Regions from separate parts of the Mus musculus genome. Here regions 1, 2, 4, 5, 6 and 7 are each linked to region 3. A link is a contact called in public Hi-C, HiChIP or PLAC-seq and promoter capture Hi-C data. All regions are on one chromosome and are shown on one strand. The core of a region is the stretch at or near the end of the contact, and the rest is flanking DNA. Distances in the headings are between cores, read along the strand shown.

Region 1 (2,843 bases), core at 147-2,646, 480 kb after region 3:
GCTAAGGACCAGTGTCACAGGATACTCTCTTCAAACAAAGTCCATTGCTGGCTGGGACCCAGTAGCAGCCATGACTCCGGGGAAATGGTTCTGATTCTTTTTCCTGCTGGATCTGAAACTCGATACTTAGATTTATATTGCCACAGCCAGGAAACCAGAAAGGTATAGATCGGTGTTTTAAGTACAGTTCATCTTTTTTCTCCATAACTATGGAAGGCCACGGCAGGGTGTCGGGTGAGACTGGGCTCCGTGCTCTGGCTATGCTGCTGCTACTCCAGGGAAAATCCCCTGCCTGCTGCTGTCTGACAGCATTTCCTCAATGCTTCCCAACAGTGACAAGGGGTAGACACCCTCAGTGTCCACGGTACTGCCGCTGGGAATGGCCTCTCTCAAGCTGCTTCTCTACCCCACTCTTCTTGGCAAGTATCCCCATCTCTCCAAAGGCTTCTTTAGCCCTACCACACCCATGCACAAAGCTTTCCATCCCTCCAACTCAGGCCACCCTACGGACTCCACCACACAGGTCTGTCCCCTCCTCCCTCCCACTCCTGGCATCGAGGGTGAGGAATGTCTGTGTTAGTGTCAGTATCAGCTGCAGCACCCGATCAAAGGTGTTCACGCTTTCAGGCACTGGGCTGGGGTGACAGTGCACAACCTCAGGGCTTCTGCTAGGATTTCCTGCTCAGGATGCACTCCTGAGAGAGGTGTGATGACTGAAAGCGACAAGAAGGCGGTTAGTGCCCACGGGTGACAAAACAGCCATGTCACTCCCATATGACTCCTTCTATCCTGTGTCACTCCCATATAACCCCCTTCCCTCCTGTGTCACTCCTTCTGACCCCTTCCTTGTCCAGTTGCCATTCGGCCACATCTCACTTCCAGTCTTTGACCTCTCTGTGGTCAGGATCCACACTGCAAGAGCTGAGGGTGCTGCTGAGCACTGAGTGACTCTTAGTCCTCACAGCAGCTATAGGAACCTCATCCTGTGCATTTCAGTGATGGGAAAATTGAGGCACAGAGTTTATAAGCCTCACCCTTCCTCCCATACCTAGAACAGTGCCCACTATGTGACAGACATTTAGTAAACTTTTGGGGAGTGGATGAACAAATTATGAAGAACTGAGGTGTGCCTATATCATATCTGGAAGCTTCCAATTTCTGACAGTCGCTGTCATCCAGGAAACAAGATTCAGAAGGAAAAGCGAGTCTCCAGTGTTAGCAATCTCTGTTGCGGTATCCAGGCACAGTCTGTGTGACTAAGTCACACAGGACTTGGACTGTGACCTGTTTAATGGTCACTGTTCATCCTAAAAAGATCTCATCATTGAACCCTCAGCCAAGCCCTGGGCTAGATGCTGAGCCCTCCCATTGGCTTCCAAGTGCCATAGTGCTTCTTAGTTTCATTTCTCAAACGTCCAGTGTTTGGAATAGTGTTGCTAGGCAATGAGCCAGCCTGCCTCACCTCGACTGAGACTCCCGTCACATGATATCAAGAGAAAAACAGACTGAGGCTTAGTGAGGCAGTGAGCATCGAAGTGAGCAGCGAGGGGCATTGCTCTTGCCCTCTCCTCCATGGCCTGACATCAGAAGTGACAAAGAAATGAGCAACTCGAGTTGCTTGTCTCCCCGCTTTCTCTGAACCCCAGGAAAGAAAAGGAAGGCAGTGGTCAGGACTCAAAAGCCATGTAAGTATCAGTGGCTAAGCAATGATAGCAAGGGAGAAACAGTTTCTAGCTAGCAGTATGTGCCCTTCTAAAGTAGACCAGACTCCCCTCCTCCCCTCCAAAGCCATCACTGTGGGGACAGCCTTACAGGAAGCTATGTGCACATCACCTCTGCCACCCCACCTGACTGTTGAAATAAGGCACCAGCACTCGACACCCACAACTGAGACGCAAAACCCCAAGGTCTTTGCACGGGGAGGGGAGGACAGACAGCAAGGACAGAGGCACAACCTGGTGCTAAAGGACTGTCCACCAACAACAGGGGAAAAGGCTCATTACAGTTCTCAACTCCCAAATACAGAAACTAATTCAAGAGTGGAGAGAGGCAGCAGTTACAAAGGTGGGGGGCACAGCAATGAGTGTCCACCGGGTGGATTCCCACTACATTTGCAGCCTCAAGAAAGACAGATGGCGTCAGGAAGCCTCGTGCTCAGACCACCCGCTCTGGGCTGGTCTGCAGGTGCTCAGCCTTTCACACTTCACAGCGAGGGTGACAGAGCTGAAGAGACAGCAAACACCCACAGGAGTCATGAGCAGTCCCTAGAGTCTCATCATTTCCAATAGGTCCGTTCTTTTCTTAAGCTTTCCAGCAGCTATTCAGCACCCCTGTCCACCACAAGGATACTTACTGGGCACAAAGAGCCTGTTGTCCCTGGTATAACCACAGTCAGGCTTTGCCGAAGGCATTCTCATGCCAGGCAGGGAGATCCAGGGTCTCCTGGCACGGCCACATATCCCCTTGGGGTTGAAATCACCCCAACTGAGAAGATTAAGCGTCTAGAGAGGATTAAGGGTACACATCCAGGAAAGGGGGCTTCAGAGGCTTGTAATTGTAGGGATGCCATCATAAAACAAAAACCATGTCCACCCATTTGGAGGCCTAGACACTGTGTTTGGAATCAGTAAATGAATCCTTTAAGGGTGCTAACAGTCTCACCTACAAGTTACTGAACACTTAACACGTGTAACTCTGAGATACATTTTTCCAATCTGTCTTTTCAAATTGTAAGGTACAACTCTTCTGAGTATGTTTCTTGTATATATGCGTTTAACCTTCACAAACCCACCAGAGGAGCAAGCACCATTGCTAGCCCAACACCAACACAAACCTTGGTTTGA
Region 2 (2,925 bases), core at 387-2,886, 380 kb after region 3:
TGTCTCACCTCCTAATCTGTGTGTGAGAGTTTAGCTAAGCTCTGACTCCTCCTTGGCTGAGTGAAGATCCTCATCACACCTAGCAATGCAGGACAAACACAGAGATTACACCAGAGCACATTTGGAGCTATGCCTGGCTGCTGGCACACGTAAATGTGGCCACACTCCACTGTTTCTCATTACCCTCTCTTCCTAAAGTTTTCTTAAGTAGACTAGGTCAAAACTGGGAAGATGGGAGAGCCAGCTACATAGCTGGTGCATGTGCATGCGAGTGCAGGGCCGGCAGTGGCAACTGCAGTAACCAGCTCGCCTCTCAGAGGCTTTGAGAAGCACAGCATGGGGTGTGAAGACATGGATACAATAAACTGAGTCAGCCTCCTTCTACTCATCCTCCATGATACCGAGAGAAGTCCAGGCATGGCGGTACAGACTTGTCATCCAAGCTACTCAGGAAGATGAGGAATGACTTCAAGTTCAAAAACAGCCTGCGCTATACAGCAAGTCTTTGAACAACCTAGATGACTTTGTGAAACTTGTCTCATAATAAGTGAAGATGGCTGGGGATGTGGCCAGTGGTGAGTGCTTGTCTACAGCTGGGGAGTGCCATGTGGTCCTGATGTCTGCCTCCAGCACAGAAAATCAAAAATGAGAATCTAAGTCAGGCAGAGTAGGCATGTCTATAATCCGAATAACCAGGAGACCGAGACAAGAGAGTCATAAGTTCAAGGACAGCCAGATATATAGAACCTTAGAGAAAGTACCGAGCTCAAACCCCCAAAACCAGGTGGTCTCCATGAGCTGGGAACGCATGCCCTGGCTGTCCTGTGCTATAAGCATGATGAGGTTCTGTCACCCAGGTGACTGTCCCAGCCCCAGGGCCCTACTTCCTGCTCCATTCCTCCCTTCCCTGTACTATCTGTTAGCAGCAAACTGCTACTCTCTTCAAGTACCTAGGATTACTACAGTGCGCCTTGCAGAAAATGCTGAGTGAACAGAGCTAAAAGGGGAGAGAAAAAGAACCTTCTCCATCCCACGATTCATGGGTGGGCAAGCGTAGCACACAAGCCCGTCACTGGCATGCCTCTGCTCCCGTGCCAGGGAGGTGCGGCTGAGCAGCAAGGCAGACTGTGCGGGAGGCATGCTCGCTGGACACCCAAGCACATGTTTATTCATTTTTAGAAAGCCTGCGGTGCCCTCCCCCTTATCCCATGAAATCTGACCATCCTACTCAGCTTCTATTCCTGTCCCTTGCTCATTTGCGTAATTTTAACACTGCAGAATATAGCTAGCCTAAGAATATTTTTTATAATTACACCCATCACAGGAACTGTCAGTATCTAATGAAGGATAATTTCAGCTATTATAAGAAGCTTAAAAGATCATTTTCATGAATAATTCGTAATATGAATCATTAAATTCAAACAATGTCAGAAATTTCAAAAAAAGAGAGAGAAAAAAAAGAAGGAAAAAAAGAAAAGAAAAGAAAAATATTTTAGGTGCCTAAAAGTCACTCTCCCTTTAAAGGCAGAGTCTGACGAGCTCGGAAACCCAAGGTTGAGTGACAGTGGGGAGGAAGTAATGTGGAGGTTGGGTTGGAGGTTTCTTCTGGCCCTGCCTATCTCTCCAGCTCAGCTCAGCCCTGCTCCTGCTGCCCACACCCAAGATGCAAGCCCTGAGCCCCTCGGCCTCCATTCTAGTGTACCTGCCCAACCCGCTTCCTCTGCCAAAACAGGAAACACCCTGGTCTGGAAACAGAATGAATGCACACAGTGCTGGCTCTGCTGGTAAATACCCTGAGCACCCAGATCCAGCCATAGCTGGTTTCAACTGTCTGCTAAAGGCGAGGGAAGTTAGAGTAAAGCGGCAGGCCTCACAGACCTTTCTAACAGCAGGATCACAGGTCTCCTGTCTAGGCTGGGCTAAAGCCCAGGAAGCGGACTGCAGGCTGGCTGCTGGGGTGGGAATGTGCTTGAATGCTGCTGGAGGGATAGTCAAGATCTAGATCTAGATGACACTGACTTCCAGGGCTGCCATCTGTCCCTATCGGAGGCACTGAGGTCTTTGTGCTCACCCCCGCCCCCACCTGCCAGCCTATACATGCAGAGAATGATTTGTGAGCAGACAGCACACCCATGGTGATTCCAATATTCTGATACCGAAAGGATGACCCAGAAAAGTTCTATTAAGTGACAGTGTTACCTGGAAAAGACAAGGCAGGTCTGGGACCTCCAATTCCTCCAAAGGTCAGCTGATAACTATTTTAGTGTGTATTTTAGAGGACACCCCCTTCCTGTCTCTGCTGGAACTATCTAGCTATACAACTGCCTCATGAAAGCAGCCATCAGTGATACTAACAAATAGGTGTGGGCATGTCACAATAGAACTAGATCTACAGTTCAAATCCCAGCACCCAGATAGCAGCTCACAGCCTATAAACTCCAGTGCCACGTAATCTAATACCCTCTGCACAAACACATATGCAAGCATGTGCTGCACAAACATACAGCCAAGGAAATATACAGAATTTTTTTTAAAAACTGGGTTTACAAACAAGGCAGCTTGTTCCCAAGCCAACCCAGTATGCTCGAATCACATTTGGAGAGAAAAATGTAGAGCAGGTACACGTATCAGAGAGCCTAAGGTCTGTCTGTGTACATTCATATGTATCATTCATTTCTGGTTACTTAGAGAACTAGAAGAGATGGGTGACTAGGGATCATTATATTGCTGTTCAAAACCTGATAAAATATTCAATTACACAAAAAAGAGAATGGGACACAAGCTACCTCAGGACTGCTCCCACTGAAGCTAGTTCTCTTGTGATAGAGTCAAATCCCAAAAAACAGCCCTCTATAATTCATACTCATGTGGGGAAAGGGGAAAAATAATAACTGAGAATCCAAGAAGATAAATTTTATGCTGTCT
Region 3 (2,907 bases), core at 9-2,508:
CTTACCCCTTCCCCTTGCCCAGTATTAGATTTTCACAGATGTCTCAGCTTTTGGCTACACTCTCCCACAGATAAGCTTTCTCCTCCACCACACCTAGGGGGAATTCATATCCTTTCCCTTCCTTTTTATTTCTTTTTCTTTCGTTCACAACTAGCTGGGGACAACTTCCAACATGAGCCTACGGGAGACATCTTATGTGCAAATTACAACATCATCTAACTTTCTCACCAACCCAATAACCCTAGGTATTGTTATTGTTCTCATTTGACAGGTAGGAAAACTGAGGTGCAGAGCAACTAATTTTTAAGATCATACCTAAAGTAAGTGGTAGTATTAGGATAAACCCAAGTAGCTGAGACACAAGCTCATTTGTATTTCTGTCCTAAATTGCTAGGACTTATATCTGACTCTAGTTCAAGGTCATGGGACATCATCCTAGCTCTGTTAACCATACGAACATTTCAGGCTTACACTTGTTGAGAAGAAAATTTAGCAACTTGGCAGATCCTAGGAATTCCCCTGTAGTGCTTAATAAATGTATCCTCTTTTTGGAGATCTGAATTTAACATTTTCCACCTCGAAATCTGGATTGCTACCAAGTGTGAGGGTTGTAGTCCAGTGTAACGGCTTTTGAGTTGGATAGATTTTGTCTTGCTCACCTGCAGCTCTTAGCTTTCAGGAGTTGTGTCTCTCTCTGAGTGTCAGTTTCCCCATCTGACAAGTGCAGTCAATGAGGTAACAAGCAAAACACAAAGTACTTCGGGCAATGCCTGTTACCCAGCAACAACAGTGACAGAATGACAGTGGCAATGTCCAGGCAGTCAAGATGCCTTAAAGACTCTTGAGATTATGGTGGGCAGTTTGGAAGGGTTGCAACATAAAACTTAGGACATCAAATTGAAATGGAATTTCAGATAAACAATATTTTAAAAATAACTGCTTAAGTATCTCCCAAATACTGCATGAGATATATTTAAGCTAAACGTGGGTTTTGTTGGGTTTTTTTGTTTGTTTGTTTTTGTTTTGTTTTTTCCTATTCTTGTTAACCTGAAATCCCAAATTATGAAGCGGCCCGATGCGTGTTACATAAGACAACTCCAGGCCTCAAAGCCTCAACCCCCAGTCTGTTCCAGTGAAAGTTGGATCCTGACCCCGGGAGGATCCCACTAGGGGTGGCAATCTCCGTGTTCTGCCCAGGCAGTACTAGCAGCACCCAGAGCGGCCCCGCCCCGCCCGGCCCTCCTGGAGGGCAGGTTCCAGAAGCTGTTCCAGGCGGGGCTGCCGGGTGGTGTGGAGTCGCTCCCTCCTCTCACAGAACGTGCCCAGGCAAGGCCAGTCGCTCGCCATGTCCGCTATGGAGGCGGCGGATGTTTTCCACAGAGCCCGGGGCAGGACCCTGGACGCGTTTTCCTCAGGTACTGCTTGGCTCTTCGCCTGGGAAGGGGGGCACTCCAGAGCTGCAGAACCTTCCGCGAGGGGAACCTTCCGGTCGCGGGCGCTCACTTCTATCCGGATCCCTTCGTGGGTTGCACACAGCACCGGGGACCGTTGTCGGAGTTGTTCCTCCCTCGCAGTGTTGGGTGCTTCGCTGGCCTTGACTTGACCTTGCAAACCACAAACTTAAAAAATAAAGCAAACAAACTAAACAGAAGCGGGGCGGAGGTGGCAGAGAAGTGAATGACTGCTTGGGCTCTGCTACGGGGCCTGTCTTCTCTCTTCCTTGGCAAGCTTCTGCGGGGCAGCTGACAAGCGCTGTGTGTGTCAGGGGCTGTCAATTGTAGTGAGAGTGTTTTTATATCCAGTTGCTTACTGTAACCGTAGAAAGGGAAGGCATTCTGGTCCAGGTAGCGTTCTTGGAAGTTGGGCTTAGATAATCTGACCCAGTCTTGCCTCAAAGGGAGCGTTGTTAACACATCAGACTATTTCTGTAACCTTGGGTGTGGAACACATGCTGGGTGTTAAGCAAATGATAGGCCCCAGCAACTCAGAGGATACCGGATTGGTTCCTGTTTCCCTGTGTTTCCTTTGGATCTTTGGGGTTGATTCTTCTCTGGCACTTGGCTTAGAATCACAGGAACGCTCGCCTTGTTATCCAGCCTCTAATTTGCCTGAACTGCTCTGAAAAAAGAATCAGGCCCGTTCCAAACCCGGAGGGCCTTGGCACCTGCTCTCCTCTGCTCACCTGGTGGGACTTGGAAGTCTGGCACCTTCTCAGCCTTCACATCCTATTTTCAGGTTCATTTCCTCAGACTTACCTCTGCCTAGCTAGCCAAAGAAGATCAATCCTACAGTTCTCTGCTAGGCCTTTGTTTCTTTTCCCCTCCTTGCAGTTCAAGGTTCTGCACAGGTGCGCACAGCCAAAAATCCACTGATGGTGGACTGGGGAAAGTCCAGTCTGCAGTGTTGCCATTTTCTACAGATTTTAATGTGTCTTAGGTTTTTGTTTGTTTGTTTTCCCAGCCTACATGTTTTTGAGATGCCTCCTATTCTAAGTAGTTCTCCTTCCTTCCTTCCTTCTGAACAGTATCCCATTGATTGCGCATTCGTGCTGTATGTTTTGTTAATGGATGTGCTGAGTTTTACCAACTTGGTGTCTTTCTTGTCTTTGCTTCTCCAGATTTCTCTTTGCCACAGTGCTCTAGGAGCGACTGCTTGCAGGAATGAACTCTTTGTCCTGATCCTTAGATTGGCAGGAGAGCTGGGCAAGAAGACACTCAGCCAACCAGAAGCTCCCACGGGAGATTAGGGGGAGGAGAAACAAACACCTGAATGTGTATTCCTGCACTTGATGCCCTTCCAGGGTTCCCCTTTGTAGACTGTATTCCTCCCTAGAAGGCCCTGTTTCTCCCAACAGTCTTTATGTTCTTAGACTCTGTTCCCAGATGGAGGTATCTGAATGACAGTGGC
Region 4 (2,700 bases), core at 90-2,589, 420 kb after region 3:
GCCAAAAGACAAGGTACAGATGATGCAAGCCATGGAAGAACAGAGCATACCACAATTAGAAAGTGCAACACTGAGGAAGAACATAGGAGCCCAGAAAAGCACTCGGGAAATGAGAAGCAGCAGGAAAGGGTCACCAGGAAGGCACAGGCATGGAGCAGTCTCCACTGAGCAAGGTGCGAAGGAAGTGATTCAATGACTTAAGAAAGTAGCAAATGCTCAGGACAGGCAAGGAAGACCTACCACACAGAGACAGGCGCCCGGCCGAGAGGACAATAGGAGTGGCCGCCCCACAGGATGCAAACAGTTCAAACTACCTGCCCCAGAGCCCAGGCAAAACCTAAGAATATTGACTATGAGGGACAACATCAAGATCTATTCTAAGAAAATCACCTGCCTCAGAGAGAGAACAATTCTGGGCCAAGTGCCCTCTGAGGAAGGAGAGTTAGATTAACCTCCTCTGACAGCAACACTTCAAATGAATGTCCTGGCTCTTCAGATACAAGAAAATGGGATCTAAAGACTGGAAATCAGCAGAGCCCTCTGCTCAGTGCTGCTGCCTGAGGCTGCTGCTGGCCTCCCCTGCAGACCCAGAATGAGCTGGAAAGGAGCAAAAGCCTCACACGTGTGGCAGTGAGTGATGCGACCAGAGAGTAAACCTGCAGACCCGGGCGACTGTGCACTCTGCGCTGGCAGTAGAGACACACACACTGGCTGTGTGCTCTGGTGATGGCACCTGGATTGAGGTGAGAAGGACTGGCACCTCTAGGCACTCATTAACATGTTAGTAGCAAGTTTGAGACTGTTTTTCTGAGACTGTATAGATATGCATGCACAGGAATATATATACACATGGGAACCCCTACTTAAAATATCCGATGGTTTGGGATTCAGAATACCAAATTCAGGGCGATAAGGTTGTTTGCTTAGCCACTTATACTGTGCAAGTGCCTTCGCCCACCAAGCCACCTCACCAGCCCAACCTTTTATATTGCATTTGCATATTCTGTTCCCCTTATACAAGGACTCACAGGATGATATCATAACAACATAACTTATCAACTCATTTGCTTTAAACCATACACACAGGAGTCCTCAGAACAATAACACTCAAGTTGCAGCAAGAACTTAGAAAGTTAGTGTGTCTATCCAGCCAAATGCATTTTTAGCACAGTTTGCAAACAAACTCTACAGTGAGAAGAAAGCACCATTCAAGTTAGACTGAATTTACAAACTTTGATAACATGGTGTCCACATAGATCAGCAGCCACTGTAGTTACATCCAAGAAACAAGCCCTCCTTCCTATACTTGCTTGTGTCAGGAGTTTTGGCACAGCAACAAGGAAAAGGAACTAATATAGTCAGCAGTTCCCATGATGGTGGGGAGATGAAGCCTGGAACACACACTTGATAATCACTGGGAGGCTCTGCTCAGTAGCTAGAAAACAGCTGACCGAGAAAGGAAGACCAAGGTTGGCCACACAGTGCTGTCCTGACAATGAGGGCCGACATGCTTATACCAATGCTGTCCCGCCATGATTCCAGGTTTCTGATGATAGACGCTCGTCATACCATGACAAACTGAGTGTACAGAAGTTAGAAAATACTGCTAAATGAAAAATGGCTGAAAAAGAGTTGTGGCCCAGCATGGTATAGCATTCACTAGCATGGGCAAGACTGTGGGTTCCACCCCAGGAAAAAACGAAAGAAGAATGGTGGGGAGGAAGGAAAGGGAGAAAAAAAATCAAGCATTAGCACCACAAATGTGATTTAAAATATTGACCTCATGGTAGATGGCTGATTTGTAACATAGGCAGATCTCATCTTGGTAAAGCTGTCTATAAAATGACAATGACTGTACACCACTACCTCCCAGGAACCAAAATAAGGCAGGCTGTTAGGGATGAAACAGAACAAGACCAGTGAAGGCTGCTCCTGAGATGGATGTCTCTATGTAAGATCCTGCCCAACACAGACCCACAACAGAGGAGAAAGAGCACAGGACAATCATGCCTAGAAGCAGAGAGAGAAAGGATCCAACCACAGATAGAAGTGTCATCTACAAAAACACTAGCCACCCAGCCTAGCTCCACTCACAACTAAACTGTGCTGTCATCATCTAGCTGCCGGCAATGGCCACACCCAAAAGAACCAAAACTGAGATGAATCCCCACACAGTCTATCCTAAAGTCAGCAGACGTTCCCCACCAACTACTGCCTTGGTCACAGACCCTGAGCATCAACACTTGAGATCTAGACCCAATGTGGTCAATCCCCTGTCATGGTTAAAACTAAAACAATGTGTGTATTAGTGTATAGAAAATGATATTACGTATGATATATATTATATATAAAACTCCTGGGACATACTCACACCCTGTACTGCAGAAAAGGATATCAGGGCATAGGAAGTTTATGGCTTATCCCAAGATTCAGGCTTTGGACTTAAACCCAATAAAAACCTATGAGCTATCAGTCCAGTTGCACTGCTGTAACAAAACACAGATCTTAAAACTGGAAATCCAAGATTCAAAAGTCCTCCTGCAACCTCTCTCTTTGACTTACAGACTTTCATCTTCTGTTGTAGGATATTTGATCACATTGTGAACCCCACGATTGTGAATGGGGAAAACCTGTTTCTTGTTGTAGCCTCCCCCAGCCTTGAGCAGGCTGATTCAGACCTTGCTGCCACTGAGAATGAGA
Region 5 (2,700 bases), core at 142-2,641, 310 kb after region 3:
TTAGACAGCCCCCCAACACCCTACCAAACTCCAGGTCCTTGGCACACTTTCTGGACGTGATCTCAAATACTATCAGAACAGAGAAGAATTTAGAACCGTCGCTTTAATAGGGAAAAAGATAAGAGTGTAACACATTTTTAGCTATTACTCATAAAACTGCTTTAACATGACTTTCCTGGCAGGCATGACTACTAAATGAACAATCCCCGCTAGATCCAAATGTTAATTTGCTCAAAAATCTGTGTGAAATGACCAAGTTTCATGCAGAGGTGTTCCTGCTGGTCCATAAGCTGACATGCATAAGCACATGTATAGGCCTGCACATACACACAGGCACACATGAAAACTTGCACAACATACTCTCAGGACCCAAGCTCCACCTTCCCCTTATTTTTTGTTTTTTGATCTAAGGTGAATATAGTAGCAATCTATGATTAACAATAGCAAAAAAGCAACAAATGGCTAGGAGGTGGTGGTGCACATATTCAAACCCAGCACTCAGGAGAGAGAGGCAGGTAGATCTCTGAGTTCATATCCAAACTGATCTACTCAGAGAGTTCTAGGGCAGTCAGGGCTACACAGAGAAACCTTGTCTTGAAAAGGGAAGGGAAGGGGAAGGGGAAGGGAAGGGAAGGGAAGGGAAGGGAGACAAAGACAGAGAGACAGAGAGAAACACACACAGAGAGAGAAGAAAAGTAGCTAATATTTCACTGTAGTTTCTTGTAATCCCCCTCCATAAAGGTGGAAGGGGGTGTGTTCTAGAACTTTTCTTCCGGTACCTGAAACACAGGATAGAACTAAACTTATCTTTATTCTGTAAATATACAAATATAATAAAGGTTAATTTATAAGGAGGTAGAGTTTCTGCAAAGATTACTTTAGAATTCTTATTGAAATTGCTGTTTCTAGAATTTTCTCATGGCTGACCAGGAAATAGGAAGCACAGTAGTGTGGAAAGAAGGCCAGCGTGGGTGAAGCAACAGCTGTGTTCTATATCGGACTTTAGCCCCTAGGGAACTGGAGTGGCAAGATCATTTCCATGTGAATATGACACTGACCCATGCTCTCTTGTCAGCTGGACTATATTGCCTGAGAGAGTGGACAAGTCCACACAGTTTCAGTGACTTCCTGGAGGGTGGGGTGCTGCTACCAGCCTTTTGCTTGCAACAGATTCTAAGACTCCTGGACTATGTGCTGGGCAAACCCCGAGGTTCTGAGGTAGGATACCAGGCTCTGGTACCTGCCAGGATGCTTCCTTAAGCAACCACTGAAACTCTCTGGGACCTGGCTTCCACATATTCTGGAAGATGGTGACCCCAGTACCCACCTGCAACCCTGGCCCACAGACTTGCTGCTCCTGGGCACTTCCAAGGCTAGGTGATTGAAGATGAGTTACTGCCCTGGGCCACAAGGGGCCACTATTCCCTGTTCACAGTATCAGGTACCAAGTCACAGCTACAGCACACTACAGAACTTTCTGCAATAACCAGGGAAATCAGGCCTCTGCCAGGTTATCAAATGCTCAAAACAACTCTCTGCAACAGTCCTTCTGCCATCCATTTCACAGACGAAAACACTAAAACCCACGTCTACCAAGACACTGCCTGGTATCGCCCCCACCTCCCAGCACTGTGCCCAATACAGGCAGCGGCAAACAAGGTGACAGTAAACAACTGCAAGACATGTGGATCCCTGAAGGAAAAGGCCTTTGGGTCAAAAGGAAGAATGAGGAACTAGACTCAGTATGGATGCAAGCATTAAAACTATGGTCTGAAGCCTAGTGGGGTAACACAAACATCTGGAATCCCAGCAGTGGTGTGGGAGGGCAGATGCAGAGACAGAAGGATCCTCAGAAGCACATGGACAGGGTGAACTACAGCTAGAAGGCAAGAACTGAATCAACTGTGGCCCTCTGATTTCCATGTATGTGCTGGGGCATGTACATACCTGCACATGAATAACCCTCATGCATACAGGTGCGTGCACACGCGTGTGTGCACACACACAAACACAGATTGCTCGGACAAATGTATTAAGTCCAACACCACTGGGTAAAAAGCAAAGGGACATTTCATATGTTTACAAACACATCCTCAGTGACCTAACACATGCTTCTATGGGCCAGCAGAACCATGGGCCAGCAGAGACCAAAACACAAATAAGACAGATGCATTCAGCATGCAACATGTACAGGAGATGATAATTACACATGCTCCTGTTTACTGCAGAGGACTTGGAGCAGGGAGCACAGATCACTCTCCATTCATGTGACATTCTTGAAAGAGGCAAAAGCCATTAGTGGGACCAGGTCAAAATGAGAGCCTAAATTATCTTGACCGAATATTTCTACTGAGTCCCAGGTTGCTTTAGACAAATATTATGCAAGGCACTAGCACAAGAAAACCCAGAAGAGCAAGCAAAGCCCTTTCAGCCATGTAGAGCTGAATATCCTGCCCAAAAGCAACTTTGGAGAGGAAAGGGTTTATTGTAAGGAGTCACTGAGGCATGAGACTGAGATGGCCAGTCATATCATGTCCACAGTCAAGAGCAGAGAGAAAATACACCTACTCTGCTTGCTCATGCTTGGCTAGCTTGCCTCACTCCTCCACAGCTGAGGGGCCAGTCCATGAAATGGTGCTGCCCATATTCAGGGTAGGTCTTCCACCTCAACCAACCAAGACAACCCTGTAAGACATGCCC
Region 6 (3,021 bases), core at 125-2,624, 360 kb after region 3:
ATGTCTTTTTGCTTGCAAGTCTGGTAATTTGGGGGGATATCCTAGCTCCACCTCCCATCTCTCTGTAGCAATGCTGAATTATGGATACATGATACAGCACCTGGCTTTCCATGGGATCTGAGGATCTGAACTCAGGTCTTCATGCTTACGCAGAAAACATTTTACCCATTAAGCTGTCTCCTCAGCCCAACGTGTGGTTTTTAAAGAATATAGTTATTAAATACCCATTATCCACTTCACCTGAGGTTGACTTCAAAGCCAACTGTTCTGCTGGTGAGCAAACCAGCCCCTGCTAATTGGAATCTTCCAAAGGGGTTCCCCAGAATGTTCTATTAGTGATTTTCACCATTCATCCTATAGAGAACCCTACTAGAACAGTGGACTTGGAAACAGGCTTGCCCAGTGACAAAGTCTTAATAGTGTCCTACATAACCCACCTGACTCTTCAGCACACCTGGAAAGTGGTTCTCCTGTTTCACAGAGAAGCACCCTGCTGTGATGGATATCAAATAAACCCACTCAGGTTCTGGGAAAGCCAGAATCAGGCCTTAATCAAGTCTGTGGACTCTTCTAAAGAGATCGAGTATAACTAAACCCTATAGCTATCAATCTAGTCTAATGCCCTACATGTGTCTGGCCAAAGTAAAGGACTCAAGTAGGGCACTAGCATCCCTGAGCATATCAGAAGCATGTATATATTTTCTTTGTATAGGGGTGTCTGGGAGCTGTGTGCATATATGCACCTGCATATGAAGAACAACCTTAGCTATCATTTCTCAGGCATCTTAGCTGCTTTTTTTTTTTTTAAAGACAAGATTTTTCCAAACAGCTTACCAAGTATGCTAGGGTGGCTGGAGTGAGCTCCAAGGACTTGCCTGCCTGATTCTGCACTACTAGGACATACACATGCCAACTGGGTTTCCTATGGACCTCACAACAGCACGGAAAGATTTCCTTTGTAACTTAATGTCTGAGCTACCTCCCTAGCCCATGAACTTTCTCTTCAGCCCACTAAGCCCTAATCACATGGCCATTTACTCTAAGCTTGGCAAAGCCTTTCTCAGAAATATAGAGTACCACTCAAACTAGAAAACACCAACAAACAAGGAAATAAATATGGAGGTTAATATAACTATTTGATACACTCTTTTCATTAAATCTACCAGCCTTAGAAGACAAAGCTGTGGTAGGGGGTCCCCAGAGCAAGCTGGCTACTAAGACTAGACTATAAGCATTCAAATCAGACCCTGCCTCAGTGCCTGAGGTAGAAGAGCAATCAAAGATGGTTCCCACCATCCACCGTAGGCCTCTACATGCATATGCATCCATGTGTGCCTTGCTCAAGTCTGCTTCTCCTCTCTTGGTGCTTTTAGCTGACACCCACACAGTCACACTGACACACTAATGTCTGTCTGCTTCCTCCCTGAGTGAGAAGATCAGCTGGTGCAGAGGCGATCAAAAGGGAAGAATGCCCTCATTTTCTGCTGAGCCAGGTTTGGTTTGGACTCACTAGTAATAACAAAAGCCAGTAAAATCAGATATAACACAACTCCTGGAACCCATGCTCTCCCCTGAGGGGGTTAGTCGACTAACTCTCTGTAACCACTGAAGGCGAGAGGTCATTTCCAGGGTAAAAGTCAGGTACACACTACCAACACCAACACCGGCAATACCCGAGATCAGCAGTGATGGTGCTTCCAAAGCTCTGACAGCTTCCTCCACCTCCTCCACCACTCACAAGCCACTCTCCTGCTACAGAGCTTTTAGGAAACCATCTAACTGTTGTCCGGAACATTTGTCCCCAGTTTTGTCACATCACTGACTCTCCCACAACCAAGTGAGCCCAGCTCCAGGGAAGACATGTAATAAGGCCTGACAGATGAGGGCTAACAGGGCTACGGATTCCCAAGTGAGCTAGAGGTGGAGCCATCCTATAACTCATACACTTCAGGACTGACACTGGTTAGGAAGCCTCCCTCTTCCACCGTGGATTTGAATTAAGGAAGGGAAGCAGACTCATTAGTAACAGCCAACGTAGAAGGAGAGAGAAAGCCGGGCAGTGGTGGCGCACGCCTTTGATCCCCGCACTCGGGAGGCAGAGGCAGGCAAATTTTCTTTTGAGGCCAGCCTGGTCTACAGAGTGAGTTCCAGGACAGCAGGCAGCCAGGACTATACAGAGAAACCCTGTCTAGAAAAACCAAAAAAAAAAAAAAAAAAAAAAAAAAAAAGGAGAAAGAAATGAAGACAAACATGAAAAATTAAAACAGACAGACAGATCCAAAGACAGACAGGATCCTTGTAATACCAGCACCCTGGTCATCCACCTTGTGATCTGGATAAACATTTTATCAAATATTATATCATGAAATACTCCTTTCATATAAATTATATGAGCTGTTTGCAGGGCTTCTCTACTCCAGATTAAGCCAAGTGTCTTGTTTTGTTTATAATAATGAATTCTATAGATCAGACAGACAAGCACTTATGCTTAATAACTATCAAATTTCTCTTAAGGACTCAGGTAGTTTATAAAATTGCAATTAAATACTGATTAATCTTTCAAATCTGATCTAATTTTAAAAGTCATGTAGAAAATATGAAAATTTGACATTAAAAAAAGCAAGCAGGGACTCACAAATACTGAAAATGGAATAAATCACAAAAAAGTCAAGATTTGATTAGGCAAAGTAAAAAACTGATCTTAGTTTAAAAATTGCACAGAAAAATTAAGGATAAAGATATTTGCCACAAGAGAGGCACAGAAATGGTATCATAAATAAAAAGATATAAAAAATATAAAACATAAGTATCTAATTTTAAAGTAGCACATTTTTTAAATGTCCCAAGCACAATAGCATCCACCTGTAATCCCAACACTTAGTAGGACAAAGGAGAATGTTGAGTTCATGACTAGTCTATGCTACATAACAAGATATGTCATAAAATAAAACTAAATAAAAAACTAATTAATATTGGAATAACTGGGGTTGAATATTCAACTCTAAAACCCAAGAGAACAAG
Region 7 (2,935 bases), core at 191-2,690, 330 kb after region 3:
CAAAATACTGGAGGGCTGAGGAGCTGAAATCAGCCACTATAATTACCAATATTTTTATCTGTTGTCCAAAAGAAGAGCCTTGGATCATCTTCCAAGTGTGTCTCTGTGGAAGTTCGCCTACTCCTTCCTAAGTACTCCAGACTCCCGGTCAGAGGCAGGCCCAGATTCCAGGCCGCCACAAAGACAAAACCAACACTTAGGCATCTGAGCAGCCTCCTCCATCTCTGGTTGGATTTTTTAGACAGAGTCTCAACTATACAACCCAGGTTGGCCTCAAACTCAGGATCCTCCTGCCTCCGCCTCCCAGGTGCTAGGATCACAAGTGTATTACATTATACCCAAATGAGACAAAGAGAATCCCTTATCTGCTATGAGGAAGGAGAAAGCACATGGCTCAGATGAGGAGCTACAAGCAGAAGAGTGCTGGCAACCCAGGAGCAGCACAGCATCTCCAGGGACTAAGATGAGCTGAGGAATCAGTGCTCACTGCTGCTGGCTGCTGAACAGAGGCTGCACTCCTGCATACCTCAGGATCCATGAAGAAAAGGAGGGCAGAGTGCTTGGAACTTCTGCTCTACCAAGACACAGGCCACGATGAGAAGGACACAGAGCTTCTTCTTGCCCTAACCAGGCTCTGCTAAAGTCCCAGAGTAGAGCTCAAGGAGGGCAACTGGTCACACTCCACTGAGAGCCTGAGGCTTAGTGAGGCCCAACAGGAAGTGGTAGATCAGAACTCCTCTGACTTTGTGGCATCAAGTGTCCTCCAAGCCACCAAACTCCAGAATTCAATGTCAAGAAGAAGAAGGATCAAAATCTGAATGCTGCCCACATCTTACATTTCCTGGAAGCCAAAATGGACTGGCCAACTCTAGGGAGATTCGGTGAAACCACAGGAATTACTTAAAAGAGAGAAAGAAGTAAGAGTCTTAGATGTATCCAATGTCTTTGAACTTCAAAACCTCTAGTGAGAAAAAAAATCTGAAGTTTCAGATCTTCAAGAGAGAGGGGAAGGTTTACAAAGAAAATTGTGAGCACGGTTACTGGAAGTCCAAAGGAGGAGGGAGGAGCCATGCAAAACAGCTGTAGTGAGGTGCTAACCTCTGCTGAGCTGCCTTAAAGCCTTGCTCCAGACAGTGCATGACTCTTCCCTGAAGCCTCCCCAGGATCACCACCTCCTTAATCTTTGGCCTGGTCTTGGGATAATGAATGCCTGCTCTCTCTACATCTAAGAAATTTGATGGCTTTGCCACTAAAGCCACTATGCAGTGAAGAAAACAGAACTCCATCTAGAGGAGTAAAGGCCACTGAAGGAGCATCAGGACTTCTTCTTTACCACTGCCAGCTCTATCAAAGGCTCATGGGCATGGAAGGCCAGAAGACAGGACAGAAGAGGAGGCACAGGCTGGCTGCTAAGACAGTGCTCATAAAGCTGTGTAAGAGCCTGCTGCTCTGGGCCCTAAGCTTAGCTTCCCTCAACCCTGAGCATCAAAAGAGAGCCTACCTCCTCTACAGAGCTGAAGTCTTTTGTCTTTCTTTTTGCTTTTTATTTGTCATGCTGGGGATTGAACCTGGGGCTTCAACCACACCAGGCAAGTGCTCTCTCCTGAGCCATGCGCTCCTATTAGACATCTAATCCCTGCCATCAGAGGCCACATTTGGGACTTCTCTATCAGCCTAATCTGGGGCTCCACATTTAACACCCTACACATATTTCACAGGGTACCTAAATTCACTTAGTAGACTGTTGTTGGTATGTGTTTATGGAGCACCAACTGCATGCTGAAGCTGAGGTACTTAACAGACTCATGGCCAGAAAAGCTCTGTCCACATTAACCCCAAGGAGCTCCAGGTCACTGGAGCATAAAATAACACAAAATATCTGTTAGACAGATTGTCACCTTCTTCTAGAGCTAGGCATTGCAATGTCATCCCTCCCCCTCCTCATCCTCCTCTAGGCCCATCTCAAACACTAATGCTGCACAGAATCCATTAGCTGCCACTGCTTGTCATACAATGTACTAAGTCCCCCCGCATCTCACTCTAGAATGCCATCAGTGAGTGTCCCTTCTGTTCTGTCACATGACCCCTTTTCCTTCAGTGAGCTCCGGTTCCCAGAGCACAAGCAGAGGTTATAGGTTTGTAACATGGTTTCCTGCTTCTTCCTTGCTGAGAAATCTAGCAAACCAATTGACTTTGCAAAGCTGTGATCAGTAACCACAGAGCACTGGACCTTCTTTAGGTAACTCTTTGGTGGGCATAAGCCATGGGCATGACATCTCAGCTTACTGCCTGGAGCTATAGGCTAAAGAACACACCAGAGAGTCAGATGCTACATCCCCCATGTGTTCTCCTGCTGGATCACCCTACAACTGCCACAGCCCTCCCTTTATAAATCTGTCACCTATGACAAAATACCTGGGAAGGGCAACTTAAGGAAGGAAGGATTTGTTTTTAGCTCACGGCTCACAGCCCATCATGACAGGGAAGCCATGCAGGAACCTGAGACAGCATGTGTGTGTGTCAGGAAAGAAAGATGAGGCTGGTGTATAGCTTACTTTCTCCTTTTCATTCAATCCAGGTCATAGAAGGGTACTGCCCATGTTTAACACAGGCCTTCCCTCCTGTCTTAGTTTCTATTCCTGGACAAAACATCATGACCAAGAAGCAAGTTGGGGAGGAAAGGGTTTATTCGGCTTACACTTCCACATTGCTGTTTATCACTGAAGGAAATCACGACTGGAACTCAAGCAGGTCAGGAAGCAGGAGCTGATGCAGAAACCATAGCAGGATGTTCTTTGGCTTGCTTCCCTTGGCTTGCTCAGCCTGCTCTCTTATAGAGCCAAGACTACCAGCACAGAGATGGCACCACCCACAATGGGCCCTCTCCCCCTTGATCACTAATTGAGAAAATGCCTCGAAGCTGGATCTCATGGAG

The links. Promoter capture Hi-C pulls out the DNA fragments that hold promoters and counts their contacts. Hi-C and Micro-C count contacts between places; a contact is called where the count stands out from the background. HiChIP or PLAC-seq counts read pairs in DNA pulled down with a chosen protein or histone mark.
Region 1: a contact with region 3 is called in a Hi-C map of CD8 T cells, with 4 times the contacts expected there. The contact joins the enhancer-like site here to the promoter of Cpped1 in region 3. A contact is called at or near these places in 20 of 39 promoter capture datasets (the 3T3-L1 cell line, 3T3-L1-derived adipocytes, the C10 cell line and 10 more), 10 of 484 Hi-C or Micro-C datasets (B cells, the C10 cell line, CD4 T cells and 7 more), 11 of 115 datasets of contacts at active chromatin or transcription factors (astrocytes, bone marrow-derived macrophages, cardiomyocytes and 6 more) and 2 of 9 other capture datasets (adipose tissue and embryonic stem cells).
Region 2: an H3K27ac HiChIP or PLAC-seq map of embryonic stem cells shows a contact between it and region 3, with 2.4 times the contacts expected there. The contact joins the enhancer-like site here to the promoter of Cpped1 in region 3. A contact is called at or near these places in 14 of 39 promoter capture datasets (the 3T3-L1 cell line, the C10 cell line, the HPC-7 cell line and 8 more), 7 of 115 datasets of contacts at active chromatin or transcription factors (the 230-238 cell line, astrocytes, bone marrow-derived macrophages and 3 more) and 2 of 9 other capture datasets (embryonic stem cells and liver).
Region 4: a contact with region 3 is called in an H3K4me3 HiChIP or PLAC-seq map of bone marrow-derived macrophages, with 6 times the contacts expected there. The contact joins the enhancer-like site here to the promoter of Cpped1 in region 3. A contact is called at or near these places in 5 of 39 promoter capture datasets (3T3-L1-derived adipocytes, embryonic stem cells, pre-B cells and 1 more), 1 of 484 Hi-C or Micro-C datasets (the HL-1 cell line), 7 of 115 datasets of contacts at active chromatin or transcription factors (astrocytes, bone marrow-derived macrophages, embryonic stem cells and 2 more) and 3 of 9 other capture datasets (adipose tissue, embryonic stem cells and liver).
Region 5: an H3K4me3 HiChIP or PLAC-seq map of bone marrow-derived macrophages shows a contact between it and region 3, with 3 times the contacts expected there. The contact joins the enhancer-like site here to the promoter of Cpped1 in region 3. A contact is called at or near these places in 5 of 39 promoter capture datasets (the 3T3-L1 cell line, the C10 cell line, hippocampal neurons and 1 more), 1 of 15 datasets of contacts at CTCF or cohesin (the NIH/3T3 cell line), 1 of 484 Hi-C or Micro-C datasets (reprogramming fibroblasts), 4 of 115 datasets of contacts at active chromatin or transcription factors (astrocytes, bone marrow-derived macrophages, embryonic stem cells and 1 more) and 1 of 9 other capture datasets (adipose tissue).
Region 6: a contact with region 3 is called in an H3K4me3 HiChIP or PLAC-seq map of bone marrow-derived macrophages, with 4 times the contacts expected there. The contact joins the enhancer-like site here to the promoter of Cpped1 in region 3. A contact is called at or near these places in 7 of 39 promoter capture datasets (the 3T3-L1 cell line, 3T3-L1-derived adipocytes, the C10 cell line and 4 more), 1 of 15 datasets of contacts at CTCF or cohesin (the NIH/3T3 cell line), 6 of 115 datasets of contacts at active chromatin or transcription factors (T-cell acute lymphoblastic leukemia, astrocytes, bone marrow-derived macrophages and 2 more) and 3 of 9 other capture datasets (adipose tissue, embryonic stem cells and liver).
Region 7: a contact with region 3 is called in a promoter capture Hi-C map of pre-B cells, with 2.9 times the contacts expected there. The contact joins the enhancer-like site here to the promoter of Cpped1 in region 3. A contact is called at or near these places in 15 of 39 promoter capture datasets (the 3T3-L1 cell line, 3T3-L1-derived adipocytes, the C10 cell line and 7 more), 4 of 15 datasets of contacts at CTCF or cohesin (CD8 T cells, the NIH/3T3 cell line and large pre-B cells), 2 of 484 Hi-C or Micro-C datasets (CD4 T cells and pre-B cells), 16 of 115 datasets of contacts at active chromatin or transcription factors (the NIH/3T3 cell line, T-cell acute lymphoblastic leukemia, astrocytes and 11 more) and 3 of 9 other capture datasets (adipose tissue, embryonic stem cells and liver).

Annotation. Positions count from the first base shown.
Region 1 is chr16:11,424,099-11,426,941 of GRCm38.p6, reverse strand. The region is part of intron 11 of Snx29 (sorting nexin 29); the gene reads right to left. Among named protein-coding and RNA genes, the nearest start is that of Snx29, 100 kb to the right of the region's middle. Within about 2 kb of position 1,396, at least 37 of the 459 cell types and tissues checked have an H3K27ac peak or open chromatin away from gene starts, as enhancers often do. A contact at or near this core is called in CD8 T cells, Th1 cells, intestinal villus epithelium and 1 more, where this site is marked.
Region 2 is chr16:11,525,387-11,528,311 of GRCm38.p6, reverse strand. All of the region lies in intron 14 of Snx29 (sorting nexin 29), which reads right to left. Among named protein-coding and RNA genes, the nearest start is that of Gm32100, 57 kb to the left of the region's middle. Within about 2 kb of position 1,636, at least 99 of the 459 cell types and tissues checked have an H3K27ac peak or open chromatin away from gene starts, as enhancers often do. A contact at or near this core is called in the HPC-7 cell line, embryonic stem cells, hippocampal neurons and 1 more, where this site is marked.
Region 3 is chr16:11,907,774-11,910,680 of GRCm38.p6, reverse strand. It overlaps Cpped1 (calcineurin-like phosphoesterase domain containing 1), which reads left to right and starts at 1,258. Exons shown (of 4, transcript NM_146067.3): 1 at 1,258-1,415. The coding sequence starts at 1,346. All of the region lies in intron 2 of Gm9961 (predicted gene 9961), which reads right to left.
Region 4 is chr16:11,491,155-11,493,854 of GRCm38.p6, reverse strand. The region is part of intron 13 of Snx29 (sorting nexin 29); the gene reads right to left. Among named protein-coding and RNA genes, the nearest start is that of Gm32100, 91 kb to the left of the region's middle. Within about 2 kb of position 1,339, at least 3 of the 459 cell types and tissues checked have an H3K27ac peak or open chromatin away from gene starts, as enhancers often do. A contact at or near this core is called in bone marrow-derived macrophages, where this site is marked.
Region 5 is chr16:11,602,567-11,605,266 of GRCm38.p6, reverse strand. All of the region lies in intron 15 of Snx29 (sorting nexin 29), which reads right to left. Among named protein-coding and RNA genes, the nearest start is that of Gm32100, 20 kb to the right of the region's middle. Within about 2 kb of position 1,391, at least 37 of the 459 cell types and tissues checked have an H3K27ac peak or open chromatin away from gene starts, as enhancers often do. A contact at or near this core is called in bone marrow-derived macrophages, where this site is marked.
Region 6 is chr16:11,548,949-11,551,969 of GRCm38.p6, reverse strand. All of the region lies in intron 14 of Snx29 (sorting nexin 29), which reads right to left. Among named protein-coding and RNA genes, the nearest start is that of Gm32100, 33 kb to the left of the region's middle. Within about 2 kb of position 1,374, at least 12 of the 459 cell types and tissues checked have an H3K27ac peak or open chromatin away from gene starts, as enhancers often do. A contact at or near this core is called in bone marrow-derived macrophages, hippocampal neurons and microglia, where this site is marked.
Region 7 is chr16:11,575,811-11,578,745 of GRCm38.p6, reverse strand. The region is part of intron 15 of Snx29 (sorting nexin 29); the gene reads right to left. Among named protein-coding and RNA genes, the nearest start is that of Gm32100, 6.4 kb to the left of the region's middle. Within about 2 kb of position 1,440, at least 44 of the 459 cell types and tissues checked have an H3K27ac peak or open chromatin away from gene starts, as enhancers often do. A contact at or near this core is called in CD8 T cells, T-cell acute lymphoblastic leukemia, memory CD8 T cells and 1 more, where this site is marked.